Regions from separate parts of the Ovis aries genome. Here region 2 is linked to region 1. A link is a contact called in public Hi-C data. All regions are on one chromosome and are shown on one strand. The core of a region is the stretch at or near the end of the contact, and the rest is flanking DNA. Distances in the headings are between cores, read along the strand shown. Region 1 overlaps ABLIM1 (actin binding LIM protein 1). Region 2 overlaps ABLIM1 (actin binding LIM protein 1).

Region 1 (7,346 bases), core at 2,994-5,493:
GAACGAAGAGAGAGAGAGAATGAGCTGGGGACAGGCTGGTTCAGCCGAGTATTTCTCCATCTCTGGAAGGGAACGCTCAGGGCCCTTTCCTGATCCCTATGCGCCTTCTTCCCCAGCTGCAGTCCTATCACAGTACATCAGAGAATGAAACACTTCAGAGCCACCCCCAGGTCCGTTGTTACAGGAGACACACAAAGGGTACCTGACCCACATTTTGGCAGAAATAAGGACGAGGAACGTGGGAGAGACCCCAAAGCTCAGCGAGCACTTTGGCTATTCATACAGCGTCCTCATGGCTTGTTAATGAAAACAAGCCATTGTCATAGCAACACCAGCAATCCCAAACATCTGACTCTCTTGGGGAACACCCTCTCCCACCCCAGCCCAACAGCGAACTATTACAGGCTTCTTAGAAGCTTCTAAGTGGCAGTCAAAACATTTTCAGTTAGCATGCACTCTCTCCTGCTAGTTCATCTCCATATTTTTCTTTTACTTTCACCTCATTTGACCCAAAGCCATGGTGATGAAAAGTAAATGGCTACACTTGCCCTCCAATGTGGGCAGAAAATTTAGCGCGGGGATTAAGAGCTCAAGCTCTGCCTTTAAAGCATCTAGTTTCAAATCCTGACCCTTGCCCACCTGTGCGACTTTCCCGTCATTTAGAAAAAGGCATAAATGTTAGCAGAATATTAGCAGATGTTAGCAGAATCTCCTTCCTGGGGTTATTGAGAAGATTAAATGAGAGCATACCTGGGGAGTGCTCAGCACAGGGCCTGCCACAGAGTAAGTGGGGAAGAAATGTTCAATACTGCTAACCTCATGTTGTTGCCTAAGAGGCTTCATTACTGTATTGAGTTTGGCCAATGTTCGATCCTGGCAACTTGGAGCTGAAGGACTGCCTGTAGTGAATAATTGCCTTCTCTGTCCATGGAATTCTCCAGGCAAGAATACTGGAGTGGGTTGCTGTTTTCTTCTCCAGGGGATCTTCCCAACCCAGGGATTGAACCTGAGTCCCTTGCATTGCAGGCAGTTTCTTTACCACTGAGCCTCCGGGAAGCCCAGTTATCCCACAGAGAGGGTTACTGGCTCAGCTCTCTGAAGCGGTTGCATCTCTTTTTATAGGAAGGCTGCACTTTGGTGGTGTCCTTTGTATGTTTTGATTGGCAAATTGATCCAGGAGTTGGATTTTGGGAGTGCTGTTATTATGTGAATCCTTTCTTTTGTAACATATTCAGATGTGGGGATTCTATCATCTTGAGATACTCCTGTGATTGGAAAATTGTCACTCGAGGAGGAAAGTGCTTGTACAAGGAGGGAGGGCCAGAAGGGTCGAGCTTGGCTCACCTCCACTGTGCCCTGCCCACTTTCTCCACCCCCTGCCACCCTTTTGTCTCAGAGATGTCAGGGACCCTGGTGAGAATGACTGATCCTACCCCTCCAGTGGATTCTTACTGTCAAAGCAGGTCCAAGCACTGCCTGCCTCAAGGTGACCAGGCAGGCTTGCTTTCCTTGTTTCAGATGTGAGGTCCATAGTGATAAAATATCCTCGTTTTTAGAGGGGATTGTAGGGACTCAGTTATATTCACATCAGGATACCGAACTATCAGCAGAAACAGTATTCCTAACAGATCTATAAATCATCCTCTCCAAGAAATAGCTGCATGGAAGGGAGAAGCCTTCCAAGAGCAGGCCTTTGGTGTCTTTGCAGAGCTTTCCAGAACATACCAAGCAGGGGTGGGGGGCCGTTAATCCCAGTTCATGCATTTTCCCCCCTTTTCTGTCACCATCCCTCCCTCTCAGGGTTCTCTAAGTCTGTGTTACAAAGTCCTCTTTATACTTTCCCTGGTGGCTGACCACGGACCTTAACTCAGTGACCTTCCATGTAGTTAAGCTCAAATCATGTAATTAACATGAGTCAAGTGTCCACAAACTGAGTAGTTGTTTGCAAATAATAAATTCTGATTCCCCCAACAAATATTTATGCCTACTCTGTATCTGTGCAAAACGGTGGGCACGTACAGTGGTAAGAAAAGAAGCCCTCTGAGGGCAGAGGTCATAACTAAAGGTAATGAGCGAGATTGACATGATGGTGAAACCAACAAGTACGGCATTATTCATTTCATTCATGAAGGAGAAAACAGGATTAATGCCATGAGAGGAAACAGCAAGATCACCGACTCCGGAGGAAGAGAACAGGCAAGGCTTCTTTGAGAAGGTGATATTTAAGCCAAGACTGAAGGAGGAAGAAAAGCACAAGTGGAACGGGGGATAAGGGCACGCTTCTCAGGTCGAGGAAGCAGCAAGGATAAGAGTCCTGGGGCAGTGACATGTTCCTGTCCCGTGAGTGACGGTGGGCAGTGAGAGACACAGGAAAGGCAGGCAGGGCCGAGATCCCGAGGCCCTGGGAGCGGTGACTCCGTTCTTTGCAGATGCTGACTCCAGAAGAAGGGTAGTAACCGTTCAGACTGTATTCTTCACAGATCTCTGTGGTGCCTAGTGGATTTGGAGGTGAGGCCGTGGCCGGAGTCCAGGCGAGCATGGGTGGTGACTGCATGGTGCTAGGATGGTGGCCGTGGAGATGAAATGTGCTCGATGGTGTTGTTGGGGACAAGGAGAAAAAAGAAGCCCCCAAGTGCACTTTCAAGGCTGACGGCACAGTTCGCTCTCATTGACCTTTCTTCCTTGGTTATGTTTTCCCTTATTCAGAACAGTTACAAGTCTTTCTCTTTTTAGTCAGCTTAAGTCTTTAGGCAAGTGTAGGGACTTCAGCCAGTCGTGATTAGGAAGCCACAGTCTGAACTCTTACATGTCACTCTTTCTTTTACAGCCTACCAGGACTTCCTCCGAAAGCATTTACTCTCGACCAGGCTCCAGCATCCCTGGATCTCCGGGCCATACTATCTATGTAAGTATCCGCTTCTGGAAGAGATACTTCCAGGCCAGGTAAGGTAGCAGATGGTAAGTGTGGACTGGATAGTCTGAAAGGGAATAATTCAAAATGCTTTCTATTTCTGTTACGAGATCCAATTTTCATTCTTGTAGATCAGCCGTCTCAATCCCATTTTCCTCCAGACGATCGAATGTTTCTATGGATGTGACCATCAGTATAGAGTGACTGAGTAGATAACGCTATAAAATGCAGTAATGTGATACAGGACTTGAAAAATTATTGTACCTAACTTGCATATAGATTTTTGGAGATTAATTATATGTTTTATAATTCCAGTACTGAGTGTCCTTAAATTCTTCCACAAAGGTCTTTAAATATTTAGTTTATTAAATATGCAGTTCTTGTTTTTAGCCATCTGGGAGGATTTTTTGACCATCTGTTTGAGCTTTCTCTTCTCTGTCATAATTTAGGAAATCCTGAAGGTTTGCATTCTTCTCTATTTGATGAATTCTACTTAGACTTTTTCCCAAGCTTTTGGTGACTTTTTTTTGAAAACATGAATATCTGGTATAAACGGGAAACTTTATTTTTTAAATTTATTAACATATAGTTGATGTACAATATTATATCTATTTCCACTGTATAGTAAAATAATTTAGTTATACATATGTGCACATATTACTTTTCATATTCTCTGCCATTATTTCACAGGATATTGAATATAGTTTCCTATACCGTACAGTAAGACTCTTGTTTATCCATTCTACTTAAGAAATTTTGCATCTGTTAGTCTCAAACTCCTAATTCTTCCCACCCCAATCTCCCTCCCTCTAGGCAATCACAATTCTGTTCTCCATGTCTGTGAGTCTTAAACAGGCAGCTTTATAAACAGTGACCATGCTGAGCAAAGTATTTTGGGATTTGTTTATTTTTAAGATTTTAACTCTTTAAATAAGACGTGAGACGCACGAACCACAGTTCCTCAAACATAAGATGGCAGAATGATTTTTCTTTCTGTTTAACTTTGGCAGGCAAAAGTGGACAATGAAATCCTGGATTACAAGGATTTAGCAGCCATTCCCAAGGTCAAGGCAATTTATGACATTGAACGTCCAGATCTCATCACCTATGAGCCTTTCTACTCTTCGGGCTATGATGACAAACAGGAGAAGCAGAGCCTGGGAGAGGTAATAAATTCCCGGAGGCTGTGACTGGCACAACTTCTTTCTCTTTTGCCACCTGTATAAAAACTACTGATTGGGATCAAGATGAGTCAGAGAGTCCTCCTCATTGCTCACTGTTTGCAGGCTTCTGTAGCAGGTGCTTCAGGCAGTCAGCAGCCTATTGCACCATCCCCTCCCCGTGGGAGGGGTGGAGAGGTGGCAAGCAGACCAACCATAGCCAACAACAGAGCAGGAGGAGTGAGTATCAGGACCAAGCCGGAGGGAAGAGGAGCTGACTTGCTGGGAAGGGAGCCGAAACTGGGGACAGTCTGTGAGCAGAGGCTTTGGGGGGAAGGGTCCTCTGGGGTGAGGGGGGAGCCTTGGGGCGAGCTGAAATACATTCATGGGGCTCGTGAGGAGAGAGAGCACATCCCCTAAATTTTGACAACTGTGTCTTCCAGCATCGTAAGATAATTGGTATAGGCAAGAAAAGAATGCATAGGGTCGCAGTGCAGCACAGTGGTATTGAGATGGGCTTCTGGAATCAAGTTACCTGGGCTTAACCCAGGGACTCCACTCATTCGTTATGTGACTTTGACCGTGAGACACCCTTTATAATCCTAACTTGTCTGTAAAGCAGATAATGACAGAATCTATGTATATACGTACATTGGTGTGTATATATTTACATATATATATCTATCTTTAATTTTTTTTAATTTTTCTAATCTGGTTTTGTTTTCCAGAGCATAGCTCCTGGGTGAAATGATCCCTAGGGTGGGAAGTGGTGTCTGTTTTCATGTAGTGCCACCTAGTGGTCACATTCCTGTAACTGCATCTGCAGCCTTTAACGTGCAGGTTGATTGATCGATTGGCTTGGGAGGTTCAGTTGCCTTTGCGGGGCAGAGTTTCACAGAGGATAAGGGGCAAAGGAAGGTTCCTGAACAGAGTGCATAGAAGCTGGTCCTATAGGAAGTGAATGAGAATTGCCTAATGTTCAAGCCTTACAAGCAAGGGAGGCGAGTTGCTTTATGGTGTTATGGGCCCAGATGTTTGAGCTTTGAAGTGAACATTTTTGTGTTTGGAACCAGACTCTGATATTTACTCTCCATATGACTTTGGGAAAATTGCATATTTCCATCTCGTTATCTGTAGACTCAAGATAATAGGGACACCTACCGTAGAGGTTTTCTGTAAGGATTAAGTGAAATATTTAGATTCTGGCACATAATAAGTACTCAACAATAACCTAGACTGATGGCCTACTGGTTTCTCTGAGCATAGAGTCTGGACTAGGTGGATGCCTTCCCATCAGAAATCAGATGTGTTCATGAACTCGTCTCCAACCCATGAAGCTTGCAGTTTAGAAGAGTTTGCAAGCTGTTTCGTTATCCTTTCAATCATTAGCACTTCCATAGAATCCATATACTGCCATTTTAGAAACACTGGAGAAGTAAGCTTGAAGTTCTGTGTAGCCATCTGTGCCTCCAGAAAGCAGATCAGACCAGACCATGGGGCTCGAGGAAGTCTGGAGTACAGATGGCTAGCAACTTCTTGTACACTTGGGAAAGAAGGGCAAATTTTGAAACTGAGAAATCCGCCACTGGCCGTGTTCTTCAGAACACTTCATTTGCATTTCATTTCTATTTGAAAGCTTTTTTGCATTTTTAATTGTGAACATTTCATTCATTCATTTAGGAAATATTCATTGGGTACCTAATATGTGCCAGGAGCTGCTCCAGTCGCTGGGAACACTTAGTTGTAAATGAATGGATTTCTTGCCCTCATGGAGCTTGCAGTGGAAAGTGGGAGACATATAATAGACAGACAGATACAGAACATAACATTACAGGGTGATATTGCTTTGACGGAAAATGAAGCAGAGTAAGGAGAAAGTACACGGGGGTTGGGGGGTGCTGGGTTGCTGCTTTAAGTGGGAGGATCACAGAAGGTACTGGGTGGTAATGCATTTGAGCAGAGGCCTCACTGAAGACGGGGAGTGAGCCCTGCAGGTGTCCGAGTGGAGAGCACTGCTGGCAGAGGACACAGCAAGTGCAAAGGCCCTGAGGTGAGAGAGTGCTTGGCCTGCTGGCTGCCTCGAGGAATCCTAGAAAGATGGAAGCCAGAAGGTGAATGGTGATGAGGTCGACAAGGCCTCCTGGGGAAGATGCCACCGAGGCAGTCACCATAACATATTACGTGATTACTTACTGTGGTTATAACTTAGTCAGCAACTGTGCTTACCAAATTCTGTCTCAGTAGACACTGTAACTCATGGTGGTAAACCATGAATATAGAGAGGAAATAGTTCCAATTTCTCTAACTTAATTGCCTAGAAGCATTACAGCATATTTGTCAAAACCTGTGGTTATCAGGCAGACACATGCGCCCCAGCCCCCCAAGGGCTTTGTCACTGTGTACCTGTCTGAGCCCCACTCTCATCTTCTGAGTCAGAAGATGGAGGACAGGCAAGGGTGCTGGCATGTGTGGTTTGAATAACGTTTCCAGATGATTCTGATAAGCAACTCTAATTAAAGCGAGTTAACATGTGACTTTCTCTTTTATTCTTCCAGTCTCCAAGGACTCTCTCTCCTACTCCATCAACGGAAGTAAGTGCCATTTTTGAAAATTTAAATGGGTGGAATTGCAGAATTACTTGGACCTTTCCTAGACTCACATTTTTGCAAAAGGACATTAAATGAACAGAAAAACTGCGTGAGATTATGGTGAATGTAGGAATCCTTAGTGTAAGATACGACTGTAAGATGCAGAAGCACATTTCTTTTTAAATGGACACAAGGAAATTAAGCCAGTTGTACATTGCACCTCTGAATAGCAGGAAAGTGTTTGCAGGGAGTAGAGCCATCTGTCCCTATGTTGGGCTCTTTCTCATCAACCATAATTAATTGATCTGATTCCCAACCTACTAGATTATCTGAAATGGCCAACTGTGGCCATGGTGTTTCTATCAGCAGAGCCATCTTCATGGAAGACCAGCCCTCTTAGTCTAAAATCAATAGCCTTACCTCCCTTCTCAGGCTAGACAGACCATATAGTAGCTTTTATCAAGTCCACCAGACTGTCTGTTCCCTTGGGAATAACCTCCTGAGTGTGTGGATCACATAGAGTGGTCAGTGATTGTTCCATAGTAAGCTATGGGTCCCGTGTCAACCCAAACATGCTCTTCCCTTCTGTAGCATCCAACACCAAAGACACAGCTCCTAAATGATTTTTACTCCCAACCCATTTTATTAAACGTTCTTCAGGAAGCTGGTGATTTTGATTTAGAAAAT
Region 2 (7,346 bases), core at 2,081-4,580, 66 kb before region 1:
TAGCCAACAGCGAGCTGGGGTTCAGAACCAGGGTGTCCCATTCCAGCGCCTACATTCTTTACTGTGAAGAAATACCTTCTTCTTTATCTTCTTCATAGGATCCTGCCACGGAGAATTTAAAGCTGAGGAATTAAGAGCCACTGAATTGATGATCACAAATTTTGGAAAGTCTGGTTTAGGGTGATAAGGCAGTAGAGTCCTGTTTACAAAAACGAGACTTATGGGCATTGCTCCAGAAGTCGCATATATAGTATTAAGGGAGGCAGCCAGCATGGGAGGGGGAGAGGGAGCTGGTACTTGGCTACTCACAGGTGCCCTCAATTAAAAGGCTGAGGAGCGCCTTCTTAAAATCACAGCCAAGACGCTATAATTAAATATTCTCTGGGCCAGCTGGAGCTCAGAGGCTGTTTAAATCACCCCAAGGAAATAAACAGATGAAGGACATCCAGGCCCTTGGATCTCACGATGTTCCCACTCTAAGGGAGGATGGGGGGGTCTGCGAGCCCTCTGGGCCAGAACGCGGAATGAAATGGCGCTTAAGTAAATAGTTACTGAGTATGTGGTGGGTGCATGCTGGGGATCAAAGGGGGTCCACCTGCTTGGATTAGCAAAACTATGGATTTAACAAACGTGGAGTAAGGGCCGGCGGCTGTTCTTTTCCAGATTGCGCTGGCTGCGGACGAGACATCAAGAATGGACAGGCCCTGCTGGCGCTGGAAACGCAGTGGCACTTGGGTTGCTTTAAGTGCAAGTCCTGCGGCAAAGTCCTCACCGGCGAGTACATCAGCAAGTAAGCCTGGGGCGCAGGCGCGGATGGATCCTTCAGCAGGGTTGGGGCATCATGGGCTGCCCTGCGCTCGCCGAATACACCCTAGCCCAGCCCAGCCCATCAGACATAATGAAAGACCTTCACATTCCACAATCCGTATGAACTTTTTGCTATGAAACTTTGGAAAGGAATTTTATTCTTCTGTTGTTGCCTGCTATAAATTTAATGAAATGTTCATCATTGCCTAATGTAACAACGAAGCTGACGTAATGGTAGGCTATATGTTGCAACCAATTAAGCATTTAGTAATTTTACTTTCGCTAATCCCCCCTCACCCCCGTCATTTCCCCATTGAAACTACTGATGGTAAACCTTTATCCTCCTTCCAGGTCTCAGCCATGTCTGCTGGCCCTCCCCTGCCCCCATCCCCCCAAAAAGAAACTCAGCGTCCAGGCACAAAGCCCATTAGGACCACTCTGGAGTAGGTTCCTTAGAGTCAGAGGCTGGTGTAGAGAAGAGCTAGAGCAGGTGACGTTTTGAGGGTTTTGTTTAATGTGACCTTGAATAGCTAGTTACAGTGGTTACCTTTTAAATTGAGGAAAGAATGAGCATGGGGTGGGGGGAGGGCCTAGAGGCAGTAAGGGAAAATTTTCCCCTATCCACTTTAAAAAATGTTCTCCAACCAGCATCTATTAAAAAATTTTTTAATGAATTTAATGTATGAATATACACAGTGAGACTAAATAAGTAGCTTGGGCCCCACCCCCTAGAAATCTAATTCTCCAGATCTGGGGTAAAGCAAACCCTGGTATTCGGGATGCAGAAACTACACAGGTGATTCTGAGGCACAGCCAAAGAGAACTGCTCCGCCTTTAACACTGACGCCTGTGCAGAGCTAGGTAACTGGGCTGTCTGGAGACGTTTTAACTCTCCCATGCAATGGCACACCTAGAACATGATATTTTAACTGTGTCATGAGGTAAATGAGGGGCTTCCCAGGTAGTGCTAGTGGTAAAGAACCCGCCTGCGAATGCAGGAGACATAAGAGATGCAGGTTCGATCCCTGGGTGGGGATGATCCCCTGGAGAAGGGCATGGCAACCCACTCCAGTATTCTTGCCTGGAGAATCCCATGGACAGAGGAGCCTGGTGGGCCTCAGTCCATAGGGTCGCAAAGAGTTGGACACCACTGAAGCAACTTAACACGCATGCAACAGGTAAATGAAGGCAGTTTCAGGAGGATGGTTGAGAGGCCCTGGGCCCCCAGGCTCCCTCAGGGCCAAGGAGAAGGCGTCTCTGCGCTCTTAGGAGGCTCTGGTGTGTGAATCAAGGAGGTGTCGGGGAGGAGACAAGGAAGAGGAGCATGGGACTACAGCTGAAGCCTGCCAGGCCTGGTGCTGCAAGAGAGGGACGCCTTGGTTTTTGCTAGCGAGGTCTGAGGCAGTCAAGGAATGCGCAGCGACAGCCGTTTGGCTGTTACTCCTGTGTGGCCTGGAGGACCTCAGCACTCTCGCTGGAGAGTTTGCTCTTGTGGGTTTTGACCCTCCCCCACCAGGGCTCCTCCAGGCATGTGAATGGTAGTTGAGCGAGAAATAACTTCTGCTCGGCTTCTGTGCAACTGGGCGGAGAGAGATGGGGTCTGGGCGTCTTTCCTGCCCTCGGAAGCTGAGCTGTCTTTGTCCTGCAGGGATGGTGCTCCATATTGTGAAAAGGACTACCAGGGGCTCTTCGGGGTAAAATGTGAAGCCTGCCACCAGTTCATCACAGGGAAAGTCCTGGAGGTAAGTGACACACGGGCGCCCCTCAGAACCACCGTCATGGTCCTCAAGGCTCTTGGAAACACACAAGGGTCTCTTTTTCCATCTTTTTCTCACGTGCAGAGGAAAGAAAGTAGAGAATGGCTGTGTAACACTGTCTTCTCAGGCAGTGTCTACTTCATGCTGGACACCGGAAGGATAGAGGACATGAGGGCAAAAAAGAATGAAGAAGAGTCTAGAGGAATTATGTAGGAGGAACGGTTATATTAAACTGTTCTTTTGTTTAGAAGTTAGAAAAGAGGAAATGAAGACTGTGTTCGAGCCACGTGTGTCTGTGTGTACAAATGTGTGTATAAGTGAGTGAGTAAGTGTTAGTTGCTCAGTCGTGCCCGACTCTTTGCAACGCCATGGACTGCAGCCCACCAGGCTCCTCTGTCCGTGAGATTTTCCAGGCAAGGATACTGGAGTGGGTTGCCATTTCCTTCTCCAGGGATCTTCCCAACCCAGGGCTCGAACCCGGGTTTCCTGCACTGCAGGAGATTCTTTACCAACTGAGCTACAATATGGGCCCGCAATCTGTGTGTGCACATATCTGTGTGCTCACGTGTGTACACATGGGAGCGTACAGACTCAGCGAACAGAGGCTCTGAACGGTAGTTAAGAGAAGAAAGTCGTTAGAGGTGAGGGTGTAGGCTTCCTCACCCTTAGAAAACCACATCCTGTTTGACCCAGAACGTCCTGTGGCCCAGGCTGACAGAAGCCTGTCAAGTTCAGGTGTGACTGCCTCGCACTGGGAAGCTTGGTTCCTGCTTTCTCAGCAGTTGCCCCACCAGCTTCTGCCTCTGGGCGGAACTGAGCTCCTGAGCTGGCGCCATCAGTAGACTTGGGGCCAGAGGTCAGAGAGTCACTCCCGCCTGCCCACAAGCCTGCGAGATATTAACCCACTCTGATGGGAAAAGTAAGGGCTTCCCAGGTAGCTTCCCAGGTGGGTCAGTGGTAAAGAATCCGCCTGCTAGTGCAGGAGATACAAGAGACCTGGGTTCGACCCCTGGGTCAGGAAGATCCCCTGCAGGAGGAAATGGCAACCCACTCCAGTATTCTTACCTAGAGAATTCTATGGACAGAGGAGCCTGGAGGGCTACAGTCCACAGGGTCACAAAGAGCTGGACACCGCTGAGTGCACACACACACACACAGACAATGTTGCCTCACACCCACCCCAAGTCTCAGGGTGAGGATGTGTGCTGAGCAGAGGTGGGTCAGGACGCCCAATAGGGTCCTGGGAACATGACCGGGCAACTTGTCACATTGCTTCTGTAGACACCAGGTCACTATATCCACATCACCACATTCAAATTTCCCAGCAGGGTGTGGTCCAGGGACCCAGGACATGAATCTGAGTGGCCCCTGAGGTGTCCCTGGGCATCTTCTGTGGGTGTAGTCTTCCTAATCCCACAGCAAGCCCCGTGATGCCTTCCTGTCCATGAAATACAGGACAGGGGGCAGTGCTGGCTCTGTGCTGGACCTAGTCCAGCTAATTAGATTTGAGATGCAGGTCGTCAGTGCACTTCCTGACCCAGAGGAACAGTGTTTCGGGAAGAGCAAACTGCAGTGGCAGAGGCTCAGCAGCAAGGACAAGTACAGCATACCCAAGAAACCAAGTCATTTGGGCAGGACTGTGGGTGAGAGAGAGGATGCTGGAGGAAGGGAGGGGCCTGAGTGTGAGGACCTCAGAAATCAGTCAGGAGTTTGGCTTTACCTTGAGGATGGTGGGAAGTATTGAAGTGATTGTAGCTGGAACATCACGTGATAGGATCAGACTGCAGTGTGAAGAATGGGAGGGAGTCCTCAAATGAGTGTGCCCCCCTGTTCACAGCAGCTCTGCTCACACCAGGCAGAAGGGAAAGCAACCCACGAGTACATGGATGGATGGATAAACACAGCGTAGTATTTAGAGACAGTAGCCTGTCCCTCAGCCTTAGGAAGGAATTCTGACATGTGCTACAGCATGCATGTACCTTGAAAACATTATGCCAAGTGGTAGAAGCGGTCACAGAAGACTGCATACTATGTGATTCTATTTACATGAAATATATGGACTAGATGGATCCATAGAGAAAGCAGTTACCTGGACTTGAGGGCAGGGAGAGAGTGGGGAGTAACTGATTATTGGTTCCCACTTAGGGTGATGAATCTGCTTCAGAGGTAGAGGAAGTGGTTGCAAAACCTTGTGAATATCCTAGATGTCATGGAGTTGTTCCCTTTAAAATGGTGTATCTGATGTTATGTGAATTTCACCTCAATAATGGATGTAAATGGAGTCGGGGGGCAGACAGGGAGGGCAGGTAGAGGAGAGCTTTGGACAGCAAACAGTGGTGCCGCTGGCTGGAGTGACACCTGAGAAGTGGACCCCCACCACCCACACACAGTTGGGGTAAGGGGGATTTCTCATGGCCCTTCCAATAAGGCTTTTATTGCGAGTCCAAGGATACTTCAAGGCTGGGTTTGGGGCCCAAGGTCATGCACATCCTTAGGAAAGCTATTGGAGAAGATGGATGTGACGCGTCCAGAGTGTCGCTTGAAATCCAGCCATCTCATCCCCCGACAAGTGCAGTGGTCCTTGTCTGTCCTCTCAATCTGCCCCTCGTCCCTCCACAGAGCAAGGAGCCCTGCGAGAGACTCAACAGCATTTCCTTTGAGCTTCCCAAGTTTGATCTGCTACATGGGACTGAGATAAACCTGTTGAGGTGGGAGCAGTTAGGAAATTTCATTTTAAAACAGCAGGAGGATGGGGTTTAGACTTACTGGAGTAATCCATGCATGAAAAAACCAAATCACTCTGCTGTACTCCTGAAACAAATATAATATTGTATGTGGATCCTAATTCAGTAACAAATAAATAAAACACTAGAACTATTTCCCAGATGTTTGGCTATAGCTAAAGGGACAGGAAGACAGTGAATGCCGCCCCCAGCTTGGAGCCCCCACATTTGTAGACAGCATGGATGGAGGCAGCTCTCTCCTCAGGCCACATGTGGGACTGTGGGCCCCCCCAAAAAAAGAGTTGGGGAGACAAAAGGACTGAGGAGGGTGGGGTGTTGATTACCTTCAGATTTAGTCCAACTGCTGTGGGAAGGAATCTCTAAAAGAAAACTGGATCCAAGAATGTGCCGTGTTGAAGACACATCTGCTCGCTCTGCTTTTTCCCTGGAGGCCGAGTACTTTGATGCTGGTAGGGGCTGTAAGGGCCCCTTACCACGTTGGCTTCAGGCCTCCATGAGGGCCAATGGTGGGGGTGAGACCTTGCACCCTTTCCACACAGACCCACAGAGGTGGGGCTTCTGGGAGCAGTTTGCAGCGGGGTTCCGTGCAGAGTCAAGACCCACCCAGTGGGCGTGCTGTCCCTGTCAGATGGGTGTGTGATCTAGAAAATCGTCCTGCGCTGTGAGCACGCTGACATGTGACAGCTCGTGAGTCGGCCTGGCCCAGCTCCCAGCAGAAAACCCTGAGCTCCTCCCTCCACCTTTATTCTCTGATCCACCGTAGGTGCAGCAGGATGGGTCTGATTTGTTGTAAATACTATAATCCTGGTTTTGGTTTGGGTATTCCCCATTTTTAAAATTATAGTGAAATCCACATAATATACCAGGAGCAGGAAATGGCAACCCACTCCAGTATTCTTGCCTGCAGAATCCCATGCAGAGGAGCCTGGTGGACTGAAGTCCATGGAGTCGCAGAGAGTTGGACACACCTGAGCACACACCACGTAACATAAAATGTAACATCTGAACCATGCTTCAGAGTACAGGTCCGTGTATTACACAGACTTATGATGCTGTGAAACCGTCACCAGCATCCAGCTCCGTAGCCCTTCATGTCTTATGAAACTGAAGTCTGTGCTTATTAAACAGTAACTGCCCATCCCCCTCTCCCCACAGCACTTGGCAGTGACCGTTCCACTTTGTCTCTATGAATTCGACTACTCTGAGTATCTCATGTAAATGGAATCATACAGTATTTGTGGGGTCTTGTTTGTTCGTTTCGTTTGATTTTGCGATGGCTGTTTTGCACTTGGGCTTCCCTGGTGGCTCAGCTGGTAAAGAATCCACCTGCAAATGTGGGAGACCTGGGTTCGATCCCTGGGTTGGGAAGATCTCCTGGAGAAGGGAACAGCTACCCACTCCAGTATTCTGGCCTGGAGAATTCCATGGACTGTATAGTCCATGGGGGTCGCAAAGAGTCGGACACGACTGAGAGACTTTCACTTTTCACTCTCACTTTTTTACTTCGTATGATGTCCGCAAGTTTCATCCATGTGGTGGTGTTTGACAATTTCTTCTTCCTTTTTTAGGCTGAATAATATTCCATTGTGTGGACATACCGCATTTTGCCTTTCCAGTCTGTGATGTTTGGTTTTGTTGTTGCTGTTGTTTCTGATCGATTTTACCCGTAGAGATTGTGAATGTATTGTGAGTTCCCTGTGTCTTCTGTAACGGTGGTGGCTTAGAACCACAGAAACTTTCTGTCTCAGTTCTGGGGCCAGAAGTCCACAACTGAAGTGTTGGCAGGGCTCCCTTCCAAGGCTCTAGGGGAGGATCTTTCTTTGCCTCTTCCAGACTCTGGTGGCTGTGGCTACATAACCCTGACCTCTGCCTTGGTCTGCACAGAGCCTTCCCCCCCTGTGCCCTCTCTTCACTCTGTGTCAAACCTCCTCTGCCTTCCTCTTAGAAGGTCCCTTGTCATTAGCTTTAAGGTTCATCAGCATCCCAGGTGGCACTGGTGATAAAGAACCCATCTGCCAATGCAGGAGACGTAGGAGAT

Evidence for each region. Hi-C and Micro-C count contacts between places; a contact is called where the count stands out from the background.
Region 2: a contact with region 1 is called in a Hi-C map of liver, with 8 times the contacts expected there. The contact joins two enhancer-like sites. A contact is called at or near these places in 9 of 16 Hi-C or Micro-C datasets (blood, hypothalamus, liver and 4 more).

Annotation. Positions count from the first base shown.
Region 1 is chr22:34,484,983-34,492,328 of ARS-UI_Ramb_v3.0, reverse strand. ABLIM1 (actin binding LIM protein 1) reads left to right here. Exons shown (of 19, transcript XM_060404731.1): 9 at 2,828-2,905; 10 at 3,922-4,077; 11 at 6,627-6,662. Among named protein-coding and RNA genes, the nearest start is that of AFAP1L2, 39 kb to the right of the region's middle. Within about 2 kb of position 4,243, at least 6 of the 54 cell types and tissues checked have an H3K27ac peak or open chromatin away from gene starts, as enhancers often do.
Region 2 is chr22:34,550,220-34,557,565 of ARS-UI_Ramb_v3.0, reverse strand. It overlaps ABLIM1 (actin binding LIM protein 1), which reads left to right. Exons shown (of 19, transcript XM_060404731.1): 5 at 664-790; 6 at 2,456-2,549. Among named protein-coding and RNA genes, the nearest start is that of AFAP1L2, 100 kb to the right of the region's middle. Within about 2 kb of position 3,330, at least 6 of the 54 cell types and tissues checked have an H3K27ac peak or open chromatin away from gene starts, as enhancers often do.